7 separate regions of the Mus musculus genome follow, and regions 1, 2, 3, 4, 6 and 7 are each linked to region 5. Evidence: chromatin contacts called from public promoter capture Hi-C data. All regions are on one chromosome and are shown on one strand. The core of a region is the stretch at or near the end of the contact, and the rest is flanking DNA. Distances in the headings are between cores, read along the strand shown.

Region 1 (3,456 bases), core at 343-2,842, 810 kb before region 5:
TTCCTTGTAACAGTAGTAACAGCTTAAAATAGCTGGCCGGACAGGCAGCAGTTATCCAGGCCTTGACACCTTGGGTCTTGGTAGCGACACAAGTGCCTGTAAACTGGGGCCTTGCTGGGTAGCCAGGTACCAGCATGCAGTAGGGAACACAGTTGAAAAGTGGGACTTTCTGCAACTTCTCCAAACTCATTTCCAGGCTGTGCAGTTAAGTCAAAACAACACAATTAAAATATATACATTTGCTCAAGAGAAAAAAAAAGTAAGAAGCCAGAGGCTCACCTGTCATCTCAGCATTCAGGACAGAGGTAGGAGCACCACATGCTCTGGGGCAGCCTCGGCTACATAGCAAGACCCTGACTCCAAAAAAAGAGGAGAGAGGGAGGTTTTTGAATTCAAGAAACTAATTGTGGTCCACAAGACTTCCCAGGAACAAGATAAAGAAAGGGTGCTGGTCAGCAAAGTCTACAAGGCCAGAGTAGTTTACTACACGCCTGGAAAAACAATAGTGGAAAGCTGTGGTGTGGTGGTGCATCCCCTCAGTCCTAGCACTCGGGAAGCAGAGGCAGGCAGATCTCTGTGAGTTCAAGGCTAGCCTGGTCTACAGAGTGAGTTCCAGGGCAGCTATACAGTGAGACCCTGTCTCAGACTGCAGCAAATGTGATCAATGCGACTACATGCTTGTGGAAACTGAAGAATGGTTTTACATGAGCAACCCTGGAGTGACGTTTACGACACCAAAGGGCTGAAGGAGGAATATAACACTCTCAGTTTATACGGAATAAAAAGCAATACTAATAGATCATTCGACATAAACTGATGAAAATGTGATTTTGTGTTAGGAATGAAAGCTAATTCTCTAAGCCTAACCAGGAAACTTAAGCTTCCAGCCCAAATCAGACAGCAGCCAAGAACACACACCATCATCTGGCAGTGGACTGGGGGCCTGGTCAGCACCACGGGAGTTAAGGGAATTGAGTCTGAAGAGTCGAGCCACAAGGTTAAACTATGAGAAAAATTATAGGCAATGGAGGATGTATTAATTTGTTATGGATTAAAACATAAAGACCATTTCTCCTGTTATTATCTCCAATGCTACCCAGAGAGTCACTTTAAGAATGCATGCCTCTAGGATAAATATAACAAAGATAGAGAAAACCTTTAGAGGGATATTTTTTTAATTCTTGAAAAAAAACAAAGACTGGGGATGTAGATCAGGCCTGGTATATGCAATGTGCTGATTTCCATTCCTAGCAATACGCACATGCACACACAATCGGGGATGGGGAGGGGAGACAGAGAGAGGGGAGAGGGAGAGGGAGAGAGAGGGAGAGGGAGAGAGAGGGAGAGGGAGAGGGAGAGAAGAGGAAGGAAGAGAGGGAGAGAAGAGGCGAGAGGGAGGGGAGAGAGGAGAGAGAGAAAGAGAGAAGAGGAGAAGAGAGGGAGAGGGAGGAGGGAAAGAAAGGAGAGAGGGGATTGGGGGAGAGCTCTTTAAGTTCCACATGAGAGGATGAAAGGACAGCAAATCCAGAAACAGGACCTGCCCCTGTAGGGCAGGGCTAGGAGTTGGTTGGGTTTTCAGCCAGGCTTTCCTTACAGCCATCTCCTTACAGCCATCTCTGAGCCTCTTTCCCTCTCTTCTCCCGGCAGAGTTTGGACCAACCTAACCACCCTCGGCCAGGATTCACCACACATCGAGCCAGCATCATGAGACCTGTGTCACCTTTGCAGCTCCTGCTGGTGCTCAGCCTAGCACCACAGCCAGTGCTTGGAAGTCCCAAGCAATACTTTCTGAGTAGGTGCTGGGTCTGTGCTCCAGGGGAGGGACGGGGTTAGCGCCTGTGGAGAAGGGACTATCTCGGGGGACACCGCTAGAGAATTTCACAGTGAATAGAACAGTACAACATCCAAGGATCCGAAGGGTGTGGTCAGAAAACTCTAGGTCAGAATTCTTGTTCTGTGTGCTTATATCACAGGGCTCCAAACTCTCTGAGGACAGGGGGCTTTGCTTTGTTTTCAAATGTGACGTTATAATGTAAATAACGATATTGAGACAAGAAGAAAAGAGAAACAAGCTGGTGCATTCAGGCTAGGAGCTGTCTTACTAGACCATGAGGCGCATCCCACTAAATATTAGTTACAGTCAACGTCGTAAGCCTCGTCTTCCTGGTTAAGTTTGCTGTCCCCAATTCCATCATGGAGGAAACCCTGGCCCCACTCTTCAAGCATGAAGACAGACAGGAAAATGAAATTGGTAGAAATCATGATTCAACCTGCACCAAGGTTGGCCTTGGAGGATACATGGGGAGGAAGGGAAGGGACTGCACATTTTATTTTATGCTTGGTAAAAATCTAGAGGCACTGCACAATTACCAGTGACTAGCATCCACTAGAGTCTGTCTCATTGGCTACGAATGCCCCTTAGCCCGACAGGGGCAGGAATGCCTATCCTGGGCCAATATGCAGTAGGACAAGAGCTGTTTTGTGTGCATTCTTCTATATTTGGGGCTCAGTCAGAGGATATGATTGATGGCTCATGTTCCTGTGGAGGCTCAGTTCTGTTTGCAGAGCTTCGGAAAGGAAAAGCTGGATATTGGCATCCCATTCTGAAATTCCCACCCTCCTTACCATGAAAAAAAAAAATCCACCCTGAACTGTGAATTGGAGCCCACCTTCTAGCCCAGCTCTTACAGTTTGTTGGTTCATTGTTGTGCTATACTTCTGTTTATGTTTCCTCTTTTTTAAGAATATTATTTGTTTAATATATATGAGTACACTGTAGCTGTCTTCAGACGCACCAGAAGAGGGCATCAGATCAGATCCCATTGCAGATGGTTGTGAGCCACCATATGGTTACTGGGAATTGAACTCAGGACCTCTGGAAGAACAGTCAGTGCTCTTAACCACTGAGCCATCTCTCCAGTCCATTTAGGCTTCTTAATATATATATTCCACACAAATAACTGATGTTCAGTTGACTCTAGAACAAATTTAAATTACTATAAATTAGGTGACTAATACCTTTTTTTAAACTTCACACACACACACACACACACACACACACACATTCCTACCCTTGAAACAGACCCTACCAGGGTCGATAGGGTCTCAATATCTGATCCATAAGGATTATGCATAGACGTGAGTCCAAGGTTCCACCTAATAGTCTCAGATCTGACATCCAGCCCTAGTTCACTAACCAGAACCCAGAGGAACATGGGCGCTAGGGGCGAAACCAATTCCCATCCCTGGAAAGCAGCAAGGGGAGATGAGGTTGCTGCTGCCTGTTCTTTCAACCACTCTCTTACCACTTCATTCCAGAGTACATCCTGGAACCTCCACCGTGCAGATCGGAGCCCGGAGCGTGCAACATGTTCTGTACGCAGCAGGAGGAATGCCCTGAACCGCTTCAGTGCTGTTCCGCCTACTGTGGGATAGTGTGTACCTCAAACCAAGCCC
Region 2 (3,516 bases), core at 925-3,424, 610 kb before region 5:
GAAATTAGTGACATCCCAGGAATACACAAAGGGGTTCAGGAGGGCAGAGGCAGACAGCATCTTGCTGGATAGATCAAGCTGGTCTTAGAATGGCTCAGTGTCAGGTAGCAAGGCTGTAAAAGCAGGGAGCGACTGTTACAGAAGTAGACTACCACCTGCAGGAGCTTCTGCTTGGTGAGGTGGTAAAGTGGCCTTAGTGCCACCATCCTCCACTTTATGTAGTTGATGCAATGACTTTCTGCAGGCAGGCTTGTCTTTCCTTCTTCAGATGGCATTTCCCTGTTACCCAGGCTCCTCCTTCAGCTTCCCTAGTCTCTGGACCTAGAGACAAGGACCACCATGTCCAGCTCTTGTGCACTGCTCTGGTTTTGCTTGAGAGTTCCACTACATTGTGTAGGCCAGGCTGACTGATGTACGACTTAGCCTCCTCCTGCTTCTGCCTTTCCAGTGCTGTTGGGGGTCTCAGGTGTGCACACTCTTGACTCCATTTGCGTTTGTTTGAAAAAGATCAGGTCTGGAACTCCCTATGGAGCTAGGAGTCCTGCGGGTAAAGGAACTATCGCACCTGGCTAGCTTAAAAACCAAACCAAGGGGCTGGTGAGATGGCTCAGTGGGTAAGAGCACCCGACTGCTCTTCCGAAGGTCAGGAGTTCAGATCCCAGCAACCACATGGTGGCTCACAACCATCCGTAACGAGATCTGGCGCCCTCTTCTGGAGTGTCTGAAGACAGCTTCAGTGTACTTACATATAATAAATAAATCTTTAAAAAAAAAAAAAAAAAAAAAACCAAACCAAAAACCAGAACTGGAACAGGGTCAGAGGTTAGGGAAACACTGAGTTACACCCCTAACCAACTCCCCTTTTAAACTTTCCTTTTTTTTTTTTTTTTTTTTTTTCTTCCCGAGACAGGGTTTCTCTGTGTAGCCCTGGCTGTCCTGGAACTCACTCTGTAGTCCAGGCTGGCCTCGAACTCAGAAATCTGCCTGCCTCTGCCTCCCAAGTTAAACTTTCCTTTTTAAAGCAAGTATCTTGTAGCCCTGCTGACCTCTCAAACTAGTGACCCTTTATCAGTCTCCCAAGATTCGAGATGCATGATGGTGTATGCTTTTAATTTCAGCACCCAGCAGGCAGACAGACTGCTGAGTTCCTGGTCTGCCAGGGTTATATAGCAGAACTATCAAAAAACCAAAAGAACAAAAAAATCCCTAAGATGGACACACCTGGGGTCGATGGTCAGGTGTCTGTGGGCAGACTAGACAAGATCCTCCTCCAACTCTTACTAGTTTATATTGTTGACCATTTTTCCTGACCTCCCAACATTCCAGCTCCAAGTTACTGGGCAGCCAGCGCCGACAGCGTCATAGACCTGAGAGGCTGACCAGCTGGGCCATCTGCTACGCTAGTCCAGCAGCAGGTGGCAAACTTGTCCTCCTTTCAAGTTACCTTAACTGGGCAACAGCTTCCTTAGGAGGCCACAAGTGGGTGGAGCTAGGAGCCTAATTCCGGAAGGGAGCCCGACGATGGCCCCTTGCAGAAGCGTCTCCCACTAAGCTGTGTGCAGCCTTCACAACTTTACAACTGCCCAAAGCCACATCTACCCTATTTGCACTCCTCCAAAAGCTACGACTATTCAAGAGCAATTTGTGAGCAGGTTGCTAACGCGCAAAGGTTCGATTTGCACGTCTTCGTCACCTGGCCTCTAGGCAGAGAGAGTTAACATTCCAGGACCCTTAGAGGGCAGAGGCCCCGAGAGGACACCAGCTGGAAGCGGCAGAGCACTGTGCAGGCCAGGACCCAACGTGCAGGGCCTACGTCACCGCTCCGCCTATGTCGGCAACTGAGCCAGAGCCCCCAGAAGACTCTAGACCAGCTTCGTGCCCCCTAAAGTGTCCTAGATCTTCAGCCCCTGCGAATGCGTTCGGCAGGGAAACTGAGGCAGGGGTGTGCGATAGATTCCTTCCTTCCCACCTACGTTTCAAGAATAGCAACGCTGTTTTTCCCCATCCTCAGGACCACAAGGGACCACCCAGATCAACCGGAAAATGGGGAGTTGGGGGCGGGGGGTGGGGGCGAAAGCCATCAAGGTCTGGGGAGCCAGTCAACGTTGCCACACTCAAGATGGCGGCGCGGCCGTGGCGAGGTCCTTCAGAGGCGGTACCGACGCATGCGCAGCGCGGAGTCCCGGCCCGGGACACAAGATGGCGGCAGCGGCGCTGGGGAGGGCGAGGCGGAGGCGGCAAAACGGGCGGTCGAGCAGAACGTGTGGCCGCATCCCCTCGAGTCCGCTTCGGGCAGGTAAGAGCCCCAGGAAGCCACGGTCCCGCTGCGTGCCGCGCCTGGGTCCGGGAGTCCGAAGCAGGACGGCGGAGGCCCCTCCGGCGCTTCCCGCTCGGGGCTGCCGCTCGCCCGGTCTCTTTCGTCGCCGCCATCTTAGAGCCGCGGGTGGGCAGCAGGACTGCCGGCTGGGGTGAGTGCAGTGGGCCCGGAGAGCCCGGGCGGAGCGGCCTCTAGGGTCCCTTCGCTGCTGCCGCTGCCGCCGTCGCCACCGCCTTTGTGTCGGGCTCCGACTCAGAGTCGCCTCAGCCCGGGGGCGGGAGCGCGCGGCAGGGCGGGGGGCGGAGCCCGGGCGAAGGGCCGGCGCGCGCGCGCCAGACTTCCCGCCCCCGCTGGGCTTGCGGGAGGGGCAGGCGGGAGCGCGCTGGGAGCGGGGTGGGGGAGGGTTCCCGTCTGTGCGCCTGCGTGGCTCCGCCCACCAGAGCCGGGGCGTTATGATTGGTACTCTGGTATGTGATCCCGCCCATGTTCCTCCAATCCCGGAATCGGATGCATTTTCTAGTCCGAGTTCCGCTGCTTGCGCAGATACAGTTGTTTGTCTCTAGACTACGCTGCGCTTCTCCGACTTTGGTATGCGTGGGGGTCCGGAAGGCACAGGCTAAGTGAAAACAGTCACTTAATGGGAGCAGCAGCGAGAGTCCACAGAACGCTAGACTACGGTGCAGGGGTCAGATGGTTCTGACGTAGGTGTCAGGACGGCAGCACGGCCTTGAACTTGGGTCTGGCCAACTTCAGAGCTGGCGTTTTGGCCAGAGACCTGCTGCACCTATCTACGCGAGTTTATCTTATTTTTAAAAGACAGGGTCTCTGTGTAGCCCTGGCTATCCTGTAACTCACTATGTGGAACAGGCTGCCCTCGAATTCACAGAAACCCTGTGTCTTTAGTGCTGGGATTAAAGTCGTCTGTCACTACACCTGGCTCTAATGTGTGTGTATGTGGTACTGGGGATATAACCCTAGGTTTCACATATGCCGGGCAGTCAGTGTACTAAGTAGCTTTATTACCAGCACTTAACAAGTTCCAAGTTAACATTTTCAAGCTGTGTAAAGTGCAAAAGTGTGTCATCTTGTCTCCCAGTCCCATCTGGGGTGCGTTTAAAAATAAAATCTTGTCGAGGGTGAAGGCACAGATCTGAAATTCTAGCACTTAAGAGATGGATGGATGACCAAGGCAGGATAGG
Region 3 (3,440 bases), core at 264-2,763, 750 kb before region 5:
AAAGGTGGATGTTGGGGCTAGAAAGATGGCCCAGCAGTCATGGAGCATGTGTTGCTCTTGTAGAGGACCAGGGTTCAGTTCCCAGCACCCACAGGGAAATTTACAATTATCCATAACTTTATTTCCAAAGGATCCAATACCCTATTCTGACCTCTGCGGATACCAGGTACATAAATGATGTACATACATACATGCATACCAGCAAAACACTCATACACATAAGTAAACCTAAAAAAATAAAAGTGGACGTTGGAACATGGAACAAAACTGGCATTGTTGATTATCTAATATGTGTTTTATATGCAGTATTTTAATACATACAATAATATTTCAGAGGAAAAAGTCCTTAAGTGACGGTTGCTGGAAATTACTATTATATTAGAATAATTTAAGGAGTTACTTATACCAAAGTTTTAAGTGCTTTGCATAAAATAATCCAGCCCTAGTATCAACCATATGACGACTCTGGGGTCAATTTCCAACACGACATAAACCAAACGTGGACTGTGGCATGCCTGTGAACCGGCATTGTGGAGGTGGAGGCAGATCCTTAGTTACATGGTCCAGGCTGGAATACTTGAAACTGTGGACGAATGACCGTGCAATTAGTATGCAGGAGAATAGCGGTAAGCGATCCAGTCCCACAGCCAATGTTCTTAGCCTTTGGCTTTGAGACAGCTCTACACCACAGCTACTTCCTTCCTCGGTGTTGGGGTTATGTTATCACACCAGGCCCTATCCAACGTTAACGATCATATCACATCAGGTTGGAATCTAGATCTTTCCTAACACAAAATTCATATACGTTACACTACCTGCTTCTTGTGACCCGAGAAGAGTTATTTTATCACCCGTAACTGAATCCGAATTCTTTCACAGACAGCTTACCTCTCTGAGGTAGTGCTAAGAGGAGCTCTGGAGAACGCCACAGTTGTTAAACCTTTCATCCCCTACCTATCCCAGAATCAACCATCTAGGGGAGAGAAGGCCAGCTCTCTGCAACAGGACTAGTTCACAAGCCAAAACCCAACTTTCATTCTGATGCCTTTCGACACAAGCGGCAGCCCGCAAAGGCTAGTAGTATGGTGTTTAGGTGTTTGGGTATTTAGGGTGGCACCAACAACCCCTTCTTTTGTTGGCTTTCCCGGTTCCTGAGTCAGACTACTCCAATTCGGGGGAGGCTGTGCTAAGATTTCAGATGTTCCTGCGGTTTTCAAAGATTGAACTTCGGGCTGCCCTCATCCGAAGCCCCGTGCTCCCCCGCTGAAGTGTATGCTCTGCTGCCCTCACACCGCCCTCGTCCCTTGACTGAATGGCCCCCGAACACCCACACTCGGTCCCCAGCCGTTGTCTCCCAGGGGTCTGGAAGCCTCAACGTCGTCCCCGACACCAAAGACGAGGTGGCTCCTAGGCGGCAGTTCGGTTCCCATAGCAACCCCACGGCGCACGCGCGTCGCGCTTCCGGCCGGGTGGCTCGGGCGCTCCCGTGACGTCACGGCGCCGCTTTCCGGTGGCTGAGTCGAGCTGAGGTTGTTGTGGGCCGGGGGGCGCCATGGGGGCGACTGGCGACACCGAGCAGCCGCGGGGCCCCGGCGGGGCGGAGCGAGGTGGCCTGGAGCTGGGCGACGCGGGCGCGGCGGGCCAGCCGGTTCTCACGGTGAGGGCGCCCGGGCGAGGCCGGGGCTCGGGCCGGGCAGGGCCTCGGGCTCCCGGGCCCCGGGCCCGCGGGCGAAAGAACGCGGCGGCCGTGCGGCCCTGGGAATGTCGTTTTCTCAGTGCCGCTACAAGCTGGATTCAGATTGTAGCTAGGTGACGTGGGCCTGATGTGACACCCTCTGAGCGCCAGGTTTCTCTTCTGTGAAATGAACAGCAATAACCCGAGCTTGCTGGAGTTGTGGTGGGATGGGCTGATAAAGGCGGGTAGAACGCCCTGACTCGTCACCCGCCTCATAGTAGACCCTAGGTAAACACTGCTGCCCTTCCTCTTGCTCTTCCAGAAAAAGCGAGCTTTGGACATTGGTGACAGAAAACATTTTCCCAGTTCCTCCACCCTGACAGGGTCTTCCAGCCACTGAATTAATTCCCCTTCACCCCAAGGTGGGAGAAGTGAGAAGCAGGAACGTCTAGGTTTAGCGCCATACTCACTTTCTCCTCATCCTCACTATGAGAAGCCTCGGTGACATTTGCCCACTTGGTCCCCAACAGAACCCTTGGAACATAATGATAAAACATCGGCAGGTGCAGCGAAGGGGCCGCCGATCTCAGATGACCACAAGGTAAGGCTCGACCTGGGTGAGACCTGAGATCCAGTTGTGTGGACTGCAGTGAGTGCTTTGGGAACCCCACTGTAGGAGTCTGAGATCAACAGCCCGTAAAGAGCACAGGAGTGGGGAGGCTGTAACTTCCTGTCACCTTGTCAGGTCCACATCCTAACCAAGCAGGGAAGGAATGAACGTCTAGTCTGTCTCCGTGATTGAAGTCTGTAAGTCAGAGGATGTGAATTCAAGATTACAGACATCTGTTCTAATGCAGACTGAGATGTTTGTTAACACAAGCCTTTAGCTTTTCTTAGACTCTGTTTTCTCAGCTTTGACATGGGGCATCCAGCCTGGGGAAGGGATGGGCCTTGGGAATTCTTCTTGTATTTTTGACCTGGGATAGTGATAATCATTTATTAATTACAATACTTGGCAGAGGCAGGCAGACCTCTGTGAGTTTAAGGCCAGCCTGATCTATGTAGTGAGTTCCAAGACAACCAGACTACATAGTGAGACTCTGTCTCTAAAAAAGGAAAAGAAAAAATATGTGTGTATTATATTTCATAAAATACTTGGAAAATAATTCCTATTTCACAGAGTTATAATGAAATAAATTTTAGAATCCCATGTTGCTAACTAGCTGAGTAGTCTGGGAAGGTCTGTTTGGAACACTCCCCTGACTCTGTCTCCCCAACAACCCCAGTTTCACAGACCCAGCCATCTCTATGGATCTCCTCCGTGCTGTCCTGCAGCCTAGCATCAATGAGGAGATCCAGGGTGTCTTCAACAAGTACATGAAGGTGAGGACCTGGTGACTAAAGCCAACTGTACTACTAAACAAGACTGTACAGCCAGGTGCTGCAGCGTACGTGCCCGACCACTCAGGAGGCTGAGGCAGCTGACAGCCAGCCTGGACAGCACAGTAAGACCCCTTAGACAAGAAAAAACAGAATGGAGGCTGGAAAATACAGCCTCAGTGGTTAGGGGTGCTTGCTGCTCCTGCACAGGACTCAATTGTAGTTCCTAGCACTCACATCAGGCCACTCCCAGCCTCCTGTAACTCAGGTGCAGGCTCCAGTGCCCTCTTCTGACCTCTGCAGATTATAACCAGAGTATAAATTCCACAGGTATGTACACATAAATATATTTTTTTTAAATCTTAGAAAAAAACAGGCATGGTGG
Region 4 (3,371 bases), core at 170-2,669, 710 kb before region 5:
AACCATCTGTAATGGTCATCCAATGCCATTTTCTGCTGTGTCTGAAGACAGCGACAGTATAACCACATATATGAAATAAATAAATCGTTTAGAAAAATAATCATTACTGTAACTTCATCCTCTGAGACTGACATGTGACAGTGTATGAAATACTTACAAGACGCCATGAGTGCTAAAATCTGAGACCCTTCTGTTCAGTAAAGGCCAGGAAGGTCTTTCCGTTCATATCCTCCATCCCTCTCCCACGCCCTAAAAGGGGATAGGAGATACTTAATTTTGATACTGTCTGAGATAATTTTGAGGCAGGGTCTCTATTTAGTTCTGGACCTCAACAGTAAACCAGGCTGTTCTTGAACTCACAATGATCCTCCTACCTTTGCCTCCCGAGAGCCAGGGCTAGGATTAATGGCATGAGCCACAGGAGCACCACACCTGGCCTTTGAGATAACTTGTTTTATTGTCTAACTAGCCAAATCTGCCTGCTAGGTCTGACATGTAAGCCTTGGGACAGGGATCAGCAATCATTTTCCTGACTACTGCTACCCTGCAGTAAAAGATAAACTGCAGTTCTCCAAGAGAGTTATAGAGATTACCCAAGCAACCCCGCACGCGTGGGAAAATAAATCAGTTCAAGAGCTCCCACGCTAGAGATCTCTGACAAACTGGGCAACCTTGAACAAGTAACAGCCTCTCTGGATGTTTTCCTCTTTGACTACTTCCCCCAGGTTAAGTTCAAACGAAACTGGGAAGGGCTAGGTTTCTCACACAGGCACCGGACTGGGGTTTTTACAAGAGCTGAAAATTTAGTATGAGTGAAAATTTAGTATGAGTATTAGTATTCTTGTTTCATATGAGAAAACCTAGGCTGGACGAAACCGGATTTCAAGCTTCACTCAAGGGAGAGCCGAGCTCCCAAATGCCGCGAAATTACACTGTAAAGTTACATGGCACTGTATGGAGATTAGGGGTAAAGCTTGGGGCGGCCTCAGGAGACCAGGAGGGGTGGGCGAGTCCAAGAGGGGGCGCGGCCACCACGATCCGGCTGGGTTTCGGGGGAAGCCTTGGCCCGCCCGGCTGCCCTCCGCGTCCCTCCCGCAGGCAGCGGCTTGGGATTCTAACAGCTCCGGGAGAGGGAGCTGGCGGGGCGGAGGCGGAGCGGCGGCAGGAAGCAGCGAGGCGGCGCCGTGAGCTGCCTGGGCGGAGAGCCTCTTAAATCCGCCAGGCTGCTGCACCAAATCCCGGGAGCCCGCCCCGAACGCACTTGGGACGCGGTGGGTGGAGGCGCGTCCCGGCCTGCGGGAGGAACAGGGCAGAGGCCGGCCTCCCGCACGTCCCCAGCGGCCGCGGCCCGTGGGCGTGGCCTCTTGTGCCACGCCCCTGACACGCCCCCGGGTCCCTCTCCGGGCGGGGGTCCCCTCCCTCTTCAGCCCTGGACCCAGCGTGGCGCGCTCCCCCCTGGGTGCCATGGCCTCGCGGCTCCTACACCGGCTGCGACACGCCCTGGCCAGCGATGGCCCCGGGGAGGCGGCGGCGGGCCCAGAGGCCGAGCAGTTCCCTGAGAGCTCAGAGCTGGAGGACGATGACGCCGAGGGCCTGTCCTCCCGCCTCAGTGGCACCCTCAGCTTCACTAGTGCGGAGGATGACCCTGACGACGAAGACGAGGACGACGAGGCGGGCCTCGACTCGCCGCCCTCAGGAGACGGGGCATCGGGAGAAGACGCAGGCGAGTGCGGGAGGACAGACAGGAACCCCGGGGCTCGGTTAGGCCTCCCCGCTGGACGCGGTCCGAGGGCATCCTGAGTTTTCTCTCTGAAACTATTGACACTATAAGCTCTTCCAGACACGGTTTGGCTGTGTGACCTTGACTCACAACACTATGGGAATCACACCATCTCGGGTTTTTTGTAGATATTAAATGCACAGGACCAGGGAAACAAACGTGTGTGCTAGCTGCTTCGGGTGGAGGTTTAGCATCCACTGTAAGCCAGGCGCTGGGGTGAAGCACATCTCGCTTCTGTGAATGAGGTCATGGCATTTTGTTTACGTTAACTCTGGAGCTAGCCACCCCCATAATGACGGGTCATGTGCTTGTGCAGAACGAAGTCCCCCACCTGATGGACAACGGAGCAGTCAACTCCTGGCCCGCCAGCTGCAGGATTTCTGGAAAAAGTCTCGGAACACCCTAGTTCCACAGAGGCTGCTCTTTGAGGTGACCAGCGCCAATGTTGTCAAAGACCCTCCCTCCAAGTACGTGGTGAGTGAGGTTCCAGGAACCCTTGAGCAGCGAGTCTAGATGTCTAGCTGAGAGAAAGGAAATAGCACAGATTTTGGGGCGGGGGTCGTGGCCATGCAGTTATAAAAGGATGTCCTTATTTTACACCTGGGGGAACTGAGACCAGATGAGAAGATGGGTGTCAACTGAACACGTCCTCAGGCAAATGACTTAGTTTCTCTAAAACTGAGAATGTGGCCTTAGGAGTTGCCTCCTGTCCTAGTCTTGAGGTTACGAGAACTGATGTGTGTTTCTTTCTGTACCCTGTGGGTTTCTGTCAACCGCAGCAGGACACAGTATTGAGACCCAGTGGCATGGGTCAGGATTAAGGAAATGGGCTTTGGATCCAGACCAGTCTTGATTCACATCCCCTGTGTTTACCAGTGGCTTCCCCTTGGGTGGGTTCTGTGGCCTCAGTGGCCCCCAGTTTCCTCTTTTGAGCAATAGGCAATACATGGGATTATAATAGGAGGTAAATGAGGCCAGGCGCAGGGAAACCTTAGCATTGTCTGGCACTGTGATAGATTAAAACTGTAGCTGTATAGTGTCAAATTCCCCAATCTGAAATGCTTGAAAATCTGAAGCATTTGAGTGTCCACGTGAGGCCGCAAGTGGAAAATTCCACACCTAACTTCACTTGATATGTGTGCAAAATGTAGGCCCATTTAAAAAATATTGCACAGGGACTTGAAAGGCTGAAGCAATAAGACTGCCCCCAAGTTCAAGGCTAACTACGGCTACATATTTAGATCCTGTCTCAAAAAAAAAAAAAAAAAAAAAAAAAAAGCCAAACAACAAATTGGAATGTATCTCATTGATATAGCAGCTGCTTATAGTGCTGCAGACCTCTGAGCTTTATCCCAAACCCCGGAAATGATAGGGAATTGCCCGGAGCTGAGTGTGCTCATGCAGTTCGGAAGTAGAGCAAATGTGTCAGTTTAAGGGCAGTCCGGATACTAAGCGAGACCAGCTTGGGCTACGGAAAACCATGCCTGTCTCAAAACAAACAAAAGCCAAACTGCCTTCAGGCTGTGTCCATAAAGTGCATCAGAAATTCGAGTTTAGAAGATGTAATGAATGCTCGGTGGACCGGAGCGCT
Region 5 (3,571 bases), core at 894-3,393:
TGCTGAGGGGTCCAGCCTCGTCTACATCATCCTTCACCGTGAGCCAGTTCACCACAGCTCCACTACCCGACCATGGACCGCTTTCGCCCTCTCAGGCGCACCTCATCTAACTTCTTCAGCACTGGACTGGACTTCTGGGTCGAGGCCCCGTAACTCTTCAGAAAGGCTTCAAACACGGTCTCGGTGTGGGGGTGCGTGCTGAGGAAGGCCTTCTCCAGGACATAGAGGTCGACGCCTTTATCTTCCGGCAGTCCTGAGACAAAGCTCAGCCCAAAGTCGATGAGCACGATGTGCAGCTGCGCCAGGGGCCGCCTCAGGAGCATGTTGGAGGTGGTGAGGTCCCCGTGAATGAGGTCTTGGTCGTGCATTCCGGCCAGAACCTGCCCCATCCTCCTGGCCAGGTCCAAGAGGCACTGGGGGTCCTTTTCAGTCTCCATAGTGGATTGGATATAATCCCGAACAGTCACCGAGTCTTCGATTTCTTCCATATATAAGCAGTTAGACGCATAGTCCACAAAGAAGACGACTGGGGCAGCTATCCCTGCAATGGACACACGTGGTTAGGGAACGCATCTTCATGAAGGCCAGCTTCATGCACAGGCAGACAGCTTTGGAACAGGGTTTAGACTACTGTGGAAAATGATACAATTTATCCAGAGCTTGCCCTGTTAAAGCCCTGCAGGACTACGGCCTGAGACCAGGCCAGGGTAAGTCTGGAAGTATCAAGGCTTGCTCCTCCTTTCTCAAGCCACCTGAGGACTGGAATTCATTGCTGCTCCCTAAAAACAAACAAAACAAGAAGCCAGAAGGAAAGCATCCTGCAGTCTGGGCAGTTTCTACCTGACAGTCACCAGGCAAGTGGCTAAGCAGGGTGTCACCTTACAGGCTCATCTGTGCTCTGGAACAGGCAGGTTCAGATCCCTTATTAGGCGTGAAACCTCAAGGTTCCCTTAGCTACTCTATGCCTCAGTCTCCACAACTGTAAAGTGGTAACAAAACCTCCAGTTAACACCAGGAGTCTCTCCTGAATGTCAACCAAGTTCAGAACAGTTTCCTAGAAACTGGGGTACCAAGGTAGCCCCCACCCATGTCTGATAAAACTTACAAAAGGTAAAGGAGAATATATGAACACTTCTTTATAACTCCATTGCCCCTCTAGGGCAGAAAAGCACAGGCCTGTTCACTTCTGCATTTCCCCTGGCTCCTGGCACCTATCAATGTCCTGGCAGTGGGCACCTAAAAACCATTAAAGAGAAAAATAGCAAAGGCTCGGTGGTTCTGGGCCACAGACAGGCTGCCTGGTAGCTGTGGAACCTCAGGCACTTCCCCTCTTTGAGTCTCATTTTCTCTGGAGTAATGTTGTTGTTGTTGTTGTTGTTTTGTGGGGGTGTGGATGTTTTTTAAAGAAAAGAATAACAATTTAATGAAATCAAACATTTACTGAACTATGTCAGCATAAGAACATGTGATGCATATGCCTTCTTTAATGACCACAATATCCCTGAGATTCCGGTGACATACAAGGTAACTGGGCTAGACGACTCGCTGAATGGCTACGAGGGAGACAATGCAGGGAGAATGTGAATCCACAGAGCCCGGCTCCTGCCACCCGCCTGTCAGGACACCTACTGCTTAAGACCACCAAATGGAGAGGGAAGGACGGTAAGCAGAAACAGAGAAATGAGAAACGGAGGGACCCGAGCGCTAAACAAGCCCCGCGAACCAAACAGAATGGCGTCCTGACTGTCGCCTTGAGTCCTTAAGCATTGCCATCTGATCCTGTCCCCTAGAAATCGGAGCCCCGTCTCTCACGTCCCACTGGTCTCCCGCAGCCCTGTCTGTCCCGTCTCCCGGAGCCCCGTCCGGCCCCCCTCACCCGCACGGCGGCAGCGGAGCAGCGCGCGCGCCTCCTGCACTGTCCGCCGCCGGCCGAGCCGCGCCTCCAGCTCCGGGTGCCGGTAGCTCTTCGGGAAGCGGTGCTTCACCACGGCCGCGCGGCCCTGGAAGCGGCCACGGAAGACGCGCGCCTCGGCGCCCTGCTGCACCAGCTCTAGGCCGCTCAGGAAGAGGCGGCTCCGCTCGCGCGCAGCGGCCAGCGCCTCGGCCTCCGCCTCCGAGGACGTGCCAGCCATGCCTCCGACTCCTTCCGACCCTGACCGCGCCGCTTCCGCTCGCTTCGGAAATCCTCCGGCCTCTTCCGCCATTAACACCGCCCCACACAACACACTTCACCCTGCTAGTTTGGTTCCGCCTCGCGACCTTTCCGCGCTCAGCGGAGCCTCTAGGACCTGTAGACTTGGCCCTTCCCTGTCTGTCTTCGTGAGCGCTCAGCAACTTTAGGCCAACAGCTTCTCACTCTTCATCACGGTGATGCTCCGGCTTTGGGACCTTTTTTTTTTTTTTTTTTTTTTTGAGACAGAGTCTCACGGTGTAGCTCAGATTAGCTTTGAACTCGTGTCCCACTTCAGTCTATGGAAACATGCTCTAAGCCGGGAAGGAGGCAGGGACTAGGCGAAGCTTTCTATCCGGAGACGCCACCTGATGCCTGGCACCAGCCTGTCAGCAGCCAGCACCATCCCTCTCAGATCCGGTATCTTCAACTACAGAATGAGGCTGCCTGGTTCTGCTAGGGTGAGGGCTTATCAGAATTAAGAGGCTGATTACGCGGTGCCGGTGGACAGGGCTCTCTTCACATGGCCTTTGACCCCCTTGTCCCTGCCCCACGCTCCTTGGGGCTCTGTTGAAAATACAGAAGAGAAGCCCTTGAGTCCCGGGTTGCTATGGCACCAGCATCTTGGCTCTGTGGTCCCTGGGTTTCGTTCATATTCATGGCAGGTCCCTTTTCATAATCAGACCCTTTGTGTGGGCAAAATGTGTTTTCCAGCAAAGCGCACCCAGAACCCGGTTCGTTTATATCCCCCAGTGCTCAAGTCTGTAGCTTCATTATCATAATTGTTTGTGTCCACCCAGCCGTCTCTATGGTAACCAAACCCATCTGAACCCTTGCCTTAGAAATCTAACTGTGCAAAGGTGCTGACCAAAGCCAGGCTTGCTAAGTCAGGCTGAGTTTAGCTCTTTAAAGCGGCTTCAAACCTTTCAGTGTCTCCCTACTGTGCTAAGAAGAAAGACCTAAACCTTAACTGGGCCCATGGACTCCTGCATCCCTTATAAACCCTCCCCTCTCCAGAATCCCCACCCATCCTCCATGATGCTCCCTCGGCACAGAGCCTTTGCACCTGCTATTTCCTCTGCAGGGAAATGTTTGTCCAGCTCCATATCACCTAGAGCTGCAGGTTATTCTCCACTGCAGGGTCACTTCCCCAGACAAGCCCTTCCTAGCCTCTATGAGGAGAGTGAGTTCAACTGTTATCAGCCCTGGTTTTCTACTTTCCAGACCTGTTTCAGATTCCCTTTGGTTTTGGCCGTTCAACTGCTTGATTGATGACCCACCCACCCCCCAACACACTTTACCCTGCTAGAGTGGTTCCCATCACACAGAGCCCCCCACCCTCCTGCTGTGTAGCTACTCACAAGGCAGGGATTGTATTGCTTCCATCTCTCCCTCAGCACC
Region 6 (3,207 bases), core at 114-2,613, 930 kb before region 5:
TTTTGATTACGGTAACCGGATATGGTGGTTGACATCATGTGAGGCCAGGAGCACACGATAGTAGACTCCACAAGGAGTCTACTATCAAGCAACAAAGGAAGGTTAGAAAGGGTGAGGAATTTATTATGGAAGCCTATACAAATCCAAACAGGGAGGTTCTTAGAGAAAAGTCTATTCCTGCACATGCCCAGTGTGGTGGTTTGAATATGCTTGTCCCAGGGAGTGGTACTATTTGGAGGGGTAGCCTTGTTGGAGGAAGTGTATCACTGTGGGGGTGGCCTTTCTCCCTAGCTTTCTGGAAGTTAGTCTTCTCTTAGCAGCCTTCAGATGAAGATGTAGAACTCTCAGTTCCTCCTGCACCATGCCTACCTGGATGCTGCCATGCTCCCACCCTGATGATAATGGATTGAACCTCTGAACCTGTAAGCCAGCCCCAATTAAATGTTGTCCTTATGAGAGTTGCCTTAGTCATGGTGTCTGTTCACAGCAGTAAAATGCTAAGACACCCGGTTTGCGCTGCTAAGTTTTACCTGATAATAAAGGGAAGGATATCCTGAAGTGCCAGCGTTGCATAGTCACCACCATAACACTCTCTCTGTTATGTGTCATTTGGTAGGCATCTGGAGGAAACAGAGCCTGGAGGAAGAAATGGAGATCCAAAAACTTTAGCCTGGAACTTCGGTTGGGGACAAGCCTCTGAAGTGGTCCAGCCTGTGCATCACTCTCTAGTCATAGTAGTGAAACACTCTATCCTGCCCCAATGGACTGGGGTAAGAAAAGGCAAAAGAAATGCCCGAGAGAGCTGGAAATTGCACGGGTGTTGCTCCTTCCTGGATGTGTTCCTTGTCAGCTGGCTTCCTTTGTTAATAAGTCTTATTTCTGTAGCCTCCACTACACCAGCCTCTACTAATCCTTGAACAGGGCTCTGCATGCTGTGGTTCATCTGGCCCCAATCTCAGCCATTTAATCCCCAGCATCTTTTGCCTCCTTTTGGCTCCATCACTGCAGCCTTGCCGTTTTCTCCTTAATCTTGGACTCCTGGGGAGTCAACAGACTCTTTAAAACTGATCCCAGGGAGCTTTCAGCTCTCACTGCCCTGCCTTGCCCTCAGGCCTTAGAAAGGTAGGAAGAGAGGGAGGGGTGGACAAGTGTCCGGCTGCAGCCGGCTTGGAAGCTGTCTCGGTTCCTGGTTCCCACCAGAGCCAAGAATGACACCTGATCCAGGGGGATTGTGAAATGGCGTGAGGTGGCAGGGCGCCCGCGCTGCCCGCTGTGCTTCCTACCCGCCTCCTGTACCCCTCACTCGGCCCCGCCCCCCTCCCCGCGCGAGTGCTTAAATCCCCCCCATCCTGGCTGCAGGTCACACCTGCACCATGCCTGCCTGTCGCCTCTGCTTGCTGGCCGCTGGCCTCCTACTAGGGTTGCTACTGTTCACCCCCATCTCAGCCACAGGTGAGTGCAGCCCAGAGTGCCGGAGTCTCAGAAGCCGGGGTTCTGGGACTAAGGTGAGAGGCCAGTGAATATTTAATTTTTGCAACTCTGGGGCCTACAGCTAGTTATCCTTGAAGCTTAGGGTCCGGGGAATGTACTGGGAAGGGGGGAGGGGGAATCAATGAAGGCTTAAAGTTGGAAGGGCGGGGGCTCTCTCAGCTCTGAAAGCAGAGACCTGATGAAGAGGAGCGGGAAACTCCCGGGATGGCGGAAGCTTCCAAGCAGAGGCTCAAGTCCCAGAGGACTGGGGACTTTGAAGCCAAGCATTGGGGAGTTCTCTAGTGTCAGAGACCCCTGGCTCGGGGGTGAGGCTCTCTGGGATGATATTATGGGGGCCCCTGGGCCAAAGAATCCGAAATCCTTGGGGTTGAAATTTGGGGATCTCGGAGCAGGGAGAGGATATGCGGGTGGGACTGGGCTCGGTTCTCCCTGACAAGTCTCTGCTCCCACCCACCCATCCCAAGGCACCGATGCAGAGAAACCCGGCGAGTGCCCCCAGCTTGAACCAATTACGGACTGTGTGTTGGAGTGCACTTTGGACAAGGACTGTGCGGACAACCGCAAGTGCTGCCAGGCGGGCTGCAGCTCTGTCTGCTCCAAGCCTAATGGTAGCCCCGGGGTGACCTGGCGGGGACAGGGCGGGGTTGTGAGAGGTGGGAGCGGCCCGGGTTTGGGTTTGGCGAAGAAGGGCATCCCAGATCCAGGGAGCCCGAAAAGCGGTGGAAACCCGATCCACACGTGCCTCCCTTGTCTGGCCTGGGGTAAATGCGAGGGACAAAGGCGTCACAGAGGCGCGGCCCAGGGGAAGGAGCCCCCCTCCCCCCCATTCCTGGCTGGATTCGATTCTCTGGTGCATGAAGGGCTTCCGGGCACGCACAGCGAGACTTTGTTCCGGGACCTGAGAGCAGTGGCTTCCTAGGCTGGAGTTGGAGGGCAAACCCTGGGTGGCGTCAGTGCCGGGACCCGAGCCTTAGGGACCTGTTGCCCCTTGGGGTTCTTCCCGCAGGGCCCTCAACGGTCTGGCCTAGCAAGACTCAAGATTTGTACCTGAGGGAGGGAGAAATCTTTTGCCACATCCTAAGGTTGTGGAAGTGAGCCGCCAAAATAAATGTTCTCGCACAAAGTTACACCGCCATCCTGTGGCTGGCAGAGGTTCCGTTTCTTTCTTTGACACTGGATTTTCCTCTTGTATCTTTATTTCCACAACCTTTAGGACCGAGCGAAGGAGAGCTCTCAGGGACAGATACTAAACTCTCAGAGACTGGGACTACTACTCAATCAGCGGGCCTTGACCACACTACTAAACCACCGGGAGGTCAAGTCTCCACGAAGCCACCAGCTGTGACCAGGGAAGGCTTAGGTGTCCGAGGTGTGGAATCTAAGCATCTTATTTCCAAGAGGGAAAAGCTGAGGCTAGGAGGTGGGGTGGGGGAACAGAAACCAAAGTTTGTAATTTCTGGTCTTTTGGGGGGGCTACAGCCCCTGCCCCTCTTTTGCCTTTATTATTTTTCTCAAAGATGCCAGGAATGACTGGAAGCAATTTATACTTAGGAGTCCTAAGGTGCTATGAACAGGAAGGTGGAAGGGGGAAATGAGACTTGCCCACGGAGGGCAGATTTTGGCTGTGGATGTGCTATGGACGGACCTGGACAAAGAGGGACCAGGAAAGATGGAGTTGAGCCAACTGGCACATCCAGCTGTCAGGTGGATAAAGAT
Region 7 (3,108 bases), core at 251-2,750, 690 kb before region 5:
ACAGTTCAACCCTTACCAACCCTGGGAGGTCTCAAGTCCACAGCTTCCCCGCCCCAAACCAGGGAAAGGGAGAGGCCAGAAGTTTGTTGAGGCCTTGAACAGACATGAGGAACTCCAAAAAAAACAGATCTGGGACTGGGTTGTGTGGATGAAGGCTTGCTGCTGGCACTCCTTAACCATGACAAGGCAGCTCTTCCAGGAACTAGTTTCAGAGCTAAAAGGACTTCAAGACTTCCCATATAACTCCCTTAAAAAAAAAAAAAAAAAAAAAAAAAAAAAAACAGTCTGAGGTTGTGAAACTGAATGCAGATTAATCTAGCCGAAATCAGAGGCGCTGCCGGCTACCTGCAGATTAATCTAGGTGAAAGGGCTTGCCCAGTGCTGGAGCCTGAACCCTGAGTCCTAGCACTCAACCCTGAGATTGTCAGTTTTTTCTTTACAGAACAATTTGAAAAGCGCTCCTGGCCCAAGACAGTAATTACCTAGCTGGAAGAACGATAGCTTCTGATAAAGTCGTAAGGGCTGCATGGGTCAGAACTGTCACTGAACAGGCATGGTGGTACACACCTTTGAGCCCAGGATTTGGGAGGCAGAGATACACTGGCCTCTGTGAGCTCAAGGCCAGCCAGGTCTACACAGAGTTCCAGGTTAGCCAGGGAGGGCTATACAGAAAGCCTGTCTCAAAACAAAACAAGACAACCAGCTAGACCTGGTGGTGAACTCCTGCCAGCGCTTAAGAGACAAATGAAGGTGGATCCCTGTGGGTTCCAAGCCAACTTGCTGTGTATATATATATACTCTCTCTCTCATTCTCTCCCTCTCCATTCATATATATATAGTGAATTCCAGGTCATCCAGGACTATATTTAGTGACATCTTGTCTCTAAACAAAACAAAAAAATTGTTACAAACCCACTTCAGTGAAAGATAAGTAATGACTTACCAGACATTAAGGGATGGCTTGAACAAACGAACACACACGCACACTCAGTCTACCAGATTAAGCTGCCTTGTGGGGTAGCGGAGTCTCTGTCCCCTCTCTCCCTCTCTCCCTCTCTCCCTCTCTCCCTCTCTCTCTCTCTCTCTCTCTCACACACACACACACACACACACACACCTTCCCCCCCCACCCCCCAGATCGCCTCCTGAAGAGGAAGCAAGGATGGATGCCAGGGACATGCCTTCTAACTGCAGCAGAGCTTGCATCCAACTCTTAACCCCAGAACTGAGGTTCACAGGGAGATGGCAGTAATCGCGACTCTATACTGAAAGAGGGGTGCGAGCCTAGTTCAGAGGCGCTACCGGCTACCTGTAGAGATCTTCATCTAGCGGCTCGAGGTTGAGCACGCTCGTGACCAGCACACTACGGAGGTCCCCGGAAAGGTCGCCGCGGTCGGCGTCGCCATGAGCATCTCCCAGACCCTCTGGCGCTGACATTTTCACTGCTGGCTGCGGTTGAGAGAAACGCGGAAACTTATATAGGCTCCCAGCGCTTCCGGAAGGTCGCTCCAGGGGCCGGAAATCCCAAGGGCTCCGGGGAGCGAGACGCAGATTGTGATTGGTCGATGTGCTTGTCAATTTCAGAGTGGGCGCGGCTAGCTCTATCTTAAGATTGGAGGATATTTGTGTCAGTTTTGGACATCCGCGTGTGATTGGGTGAATCAGCGAGGGGGCGGAGCCTTGGAGATGAATAATAAGGGATGAGCGTCTTTCCTCTTCTGTCACTGAGCAAAGTCGCCCCTAGGTTGCTGTTACCGGTCTCCTCCTGTTCTGGGCTCCTCCCAAGCGCCCTGTAAGCCACTCACTCGGGACCGCAGCTGGGCCCGTGCCAGCCGTTACCCAGTGACCTCTGACCCCTGCCGTGGTTCTAGGTTCTAGGAGGGCCAGTCCCCGGCCATGGAGCTAGGCAGCTGCTTTAAGACCTACGAGGACTTCAAGGAGTGTTTCAGCGCCTACAAAAAGGAGACCAGGTGCTCCTTCATTGTCAGGGACTGCATCTCCGTCCGCTTCCATAACCTCAACAACGGCACCTCTTTCCGCGAGGATATCCTGTAAGGGCGGGGCAGGAGGGTGGGGAGGAGGGCTGCCTGGAGGAGGAGGGCGTGCATGGAGGAGCCACGTTCCCCGTGCCTGCGGAAAAACGAGGGAAACCTCACCGGCGTGGCCTTTGCTACCCGCCGCGCTTGCTCCCACTCCTTCATTCACGAGCTTTCCTGGGAATTCGCAGTAACTGCATCTTGTTGTTTTTCCGTTTTATTTGTTTGTTGAGAGAATCTATCTCAAGCGCAAGGCTGGTTGAGGAGTGAATTGAAACGCCTTAGTAATAATTTCCTCCATTAGCCTCCTCTTTACAAAGCAGTAATGGTGCTCATTGGTTGGTTGGTTGGTTCTTTTCGGTGATTGATTTTGTAAATGATTCTTGAGCTCCAGATACAGCCGTTTTCAAACACCTTCCTTATCCAAGGTGGTGCTCCCTGAGTGCCTTTCTTACTCTGCAGGGCTGTGTGTCAGAATTATTGGTGGTAGCTCCCTGACTCATTTGACTTTAGGGGCTAAAAGCTGATGAAAACGCCAGGGCTTTTAGGGTTCAGGTGAAACAGCCTACTATAAATTTAGCTTTTAGTTTTTCTTTGAAAGAAAGAATAAGGGTGCAGGTTTAGAAGCCCAATGCGAAAAGGTTGAGGCCGGCGGGTCATGAGTTTGAGACAAATCAGTTTGGTTTAAAAAAAAAAATACAGGGAAAGGGGGTTGGTGGTGGAAGCCTTTAATCCCAGCACTCAGGAGGCAGAGGCAGGCAGATCTCTGTGAGTTCGACGCCAGTCTGGTCTACAGAGCAGCTTCCAGGACAGTCAGGGCTACACAGAGAAAACCTGTCTTGAAAAACCAAAGTGGGGAGTTGGGGGGCGGGAGGGAGAGACAGAGAGAAATGGGAAGCAGCCCCGCCCCTTCGTAAAAAGGAAGGTTTGTGTGCCCAGTCTTTTGCTGTGAAATCTAATCATATGAATCAATTTGAAAGTCAATTCAAGTTTTAATTACAACATATAGGCCAACTGAGTGTCAAAATATACCAAAGTTTGAGTCAGGGATTGAGCTCTTTGGACAGTACTT

What was found. Promoter capture Hi-C pulls out the DNA fragments that hold promoters and counts their contacts.
Region 1: a promoter capture Hi-C map of liver shows a contact between it and region 5, with 3 times the contacts expected there. The contact joins the promoter of Wfdc13 here to the promoter of Trp53rka in region 5. A contact is called at or near these places in 4 of 39 promoter capture datasets (liver, pre-B cells and stem cell-derived epiblast-like cells).
Region 2: a contact with region 5 is called in a promoter capture Hi-C map of the 3T3-L1 cell line, with 2.2 times the contacts expected there. The contact joins the promoter of Pcif1 here to the promoter of Trp53rka in region 5. A contact is called at or near these places in 4 of 39 promoter capture datasets (the 3T3-L1 cell line, hippocampal neurons and liver) and 1 of 115 datasets of contacts at active chromatin or transcription factors (pancreatic cancer cells).
Region 3: a promoter capture Hi-C map of liver shows a contact between it and region 5, with 3 times the contacts expected there. The contact joins the promoter of Dnttip1 here to the promoter of Trp53rka in region 5. A contact is called at or near these places in 3 of 39 promoter capture datasets (liver and pre-B cells), 1 of 484 Hi-C or Micro-C datasets (myocytes), 1 of 115 datasets of contacts at active chromatin or transcription factors (pancreatic cancer cells) and 1 of 9 other capture datasets (liver).
Region 4: a promoter capture Hi-C map of liver shows a contact between it and region 5, with 2.4 times the contacts expected there. The contact joins the promoter of Snx21 here to the promoter of Trp53rka in region 5. A contact is called at or near these places in 8 of 39 promoter capture datasets (the 3T3-L1 cell line, the C10 cell line, hippocampal neurons and 3 more) and 1 of 115 datasets of contacts at active chromatin or transcription factors (pancreatic cancer cells).
Region 6: a promoter capture Hi-C map of liver shows a contact between it and region 5, with 4 times the contacts expected there. The contact joins the promoter of Wfdc2 here to the promoter of Trp53rka in region 5. A contact is called at or near these places in 3 of 39 promoter capture datasets (the 3T3-L1 cell line and liver) and 1 of 115 datasets of contacts at active chromatin or transcription factors (pancreatic cancer cells).
Region 7: a contact with region 5 is called in a promoter capture Hi-C map of liver, with 4 times the contacts expected there. The contact joins the promoter of Acot8 here to the promoter of Trp53rka in region 5. A contact is called at or near these places in 6 of 39 promoter capture datasets (the 3T3-L1 cell line, 3T3-L1-derived adipocytes, hippocampal neurons and 2 more).

Annotation. Positions count from the first base shown.
Region 1 is chr2:164,683,515-164,686,970 of GRCm38.p6, forward strand. Wfdc13 (WAP four-disulfide core domain 13) reads left to right here and starts at 1,593. Exons shown (of 2, transcript NM_001012704.1): 1 at 1,593-1,792; 2 at 3,319-3,456. The coding sequence starts at 1,705.
Region 2 is chr2:164,877,194-164,880,709 of GRCm38.p6, forward strand. Pcif1 (PDX1 C-terminal inhibiting factor 1) reads left to right here and starts at 2,175. Exons shown (of 17, transcript NM_146129.3): 1 at 2,175-2,296. It overlaps 4930445K14Rik (a long non-coding RNA gene), which reads right to left. Exons shown (of 2, transcript XR_003953757.1): 2 at 1-2,848.
Region 3 is chr2:164,744,502-164,747,941 of GRCm38.p6, forward strand. It overlaps Dnttip1 (deoxynucleotidyltransferase, terminal, interacting protein 1), which reads left to right and starts at 1,514. Exons shown (of 13, transcript NM_133763.1): 1 at 1,514-1,657; 2 at 2,206-2,276; 3 at 2,962-3,058. The coding sequence starts at 1,553. It also overlaps a transcript of Wfdc3 not described here.
Region 4 is chr2:164,784,602-164,787,972 of GRCm38.p6, forward strand. It overlaps Snx21 (sorting nexin family member 21), which reads left to right and starts at 1,420. Exons shown (of 3, transcript NM_133924.3): 1 at 1,420-1,723; 2 at 2,097-2,254. The coding sequence starts at 1,465.
Region 5 is chr2:165,491,171-165,494,741 of GRCm38.p6, forward strand. It overlaps Trp53rka (transformation related protein 53 regulating kinase A), which reads right to left and starts at 2,144. Exons shown (of 2, transcript NM_001007581.1): 1 at 1,877-2,144; 2 at 1-541. The coding sequence starts at 2,132. The coding sequence ends at 63.
Region 6 is chr2:164,561,353-164,564,559 of GRCm38.p6, forward strand. Wfdc2 (WAP four-disulfide core domain 2) reads left to right here and starts at 1,364. Exons shown (of 5, transcript NM_026323.2): 1 at 1,364-1,452; 2 at 1,956-2,099; 3 at 2,705-2,860. The coding sequence starts at 1,374.
Region 7 is chr2:164,803,381-164,806,488 of GRCm38.p6, forward strand. Acot8 (acyl-CoA thioesterase 8) reads right to left here and starts at 1,501. Exons shown (of 6, transcript NM_133240.2): 1 at 1,310-1,501. The coding sequence starts at 1,437. It overlaps Zswim3 (zinc finger SWIM-type containing 3), which reads left to right and starts at 1,734. Exons shown (of 2, transcript NM_178375.2): 1 at 1,734-2,051. The coding sequence starts at 1,897.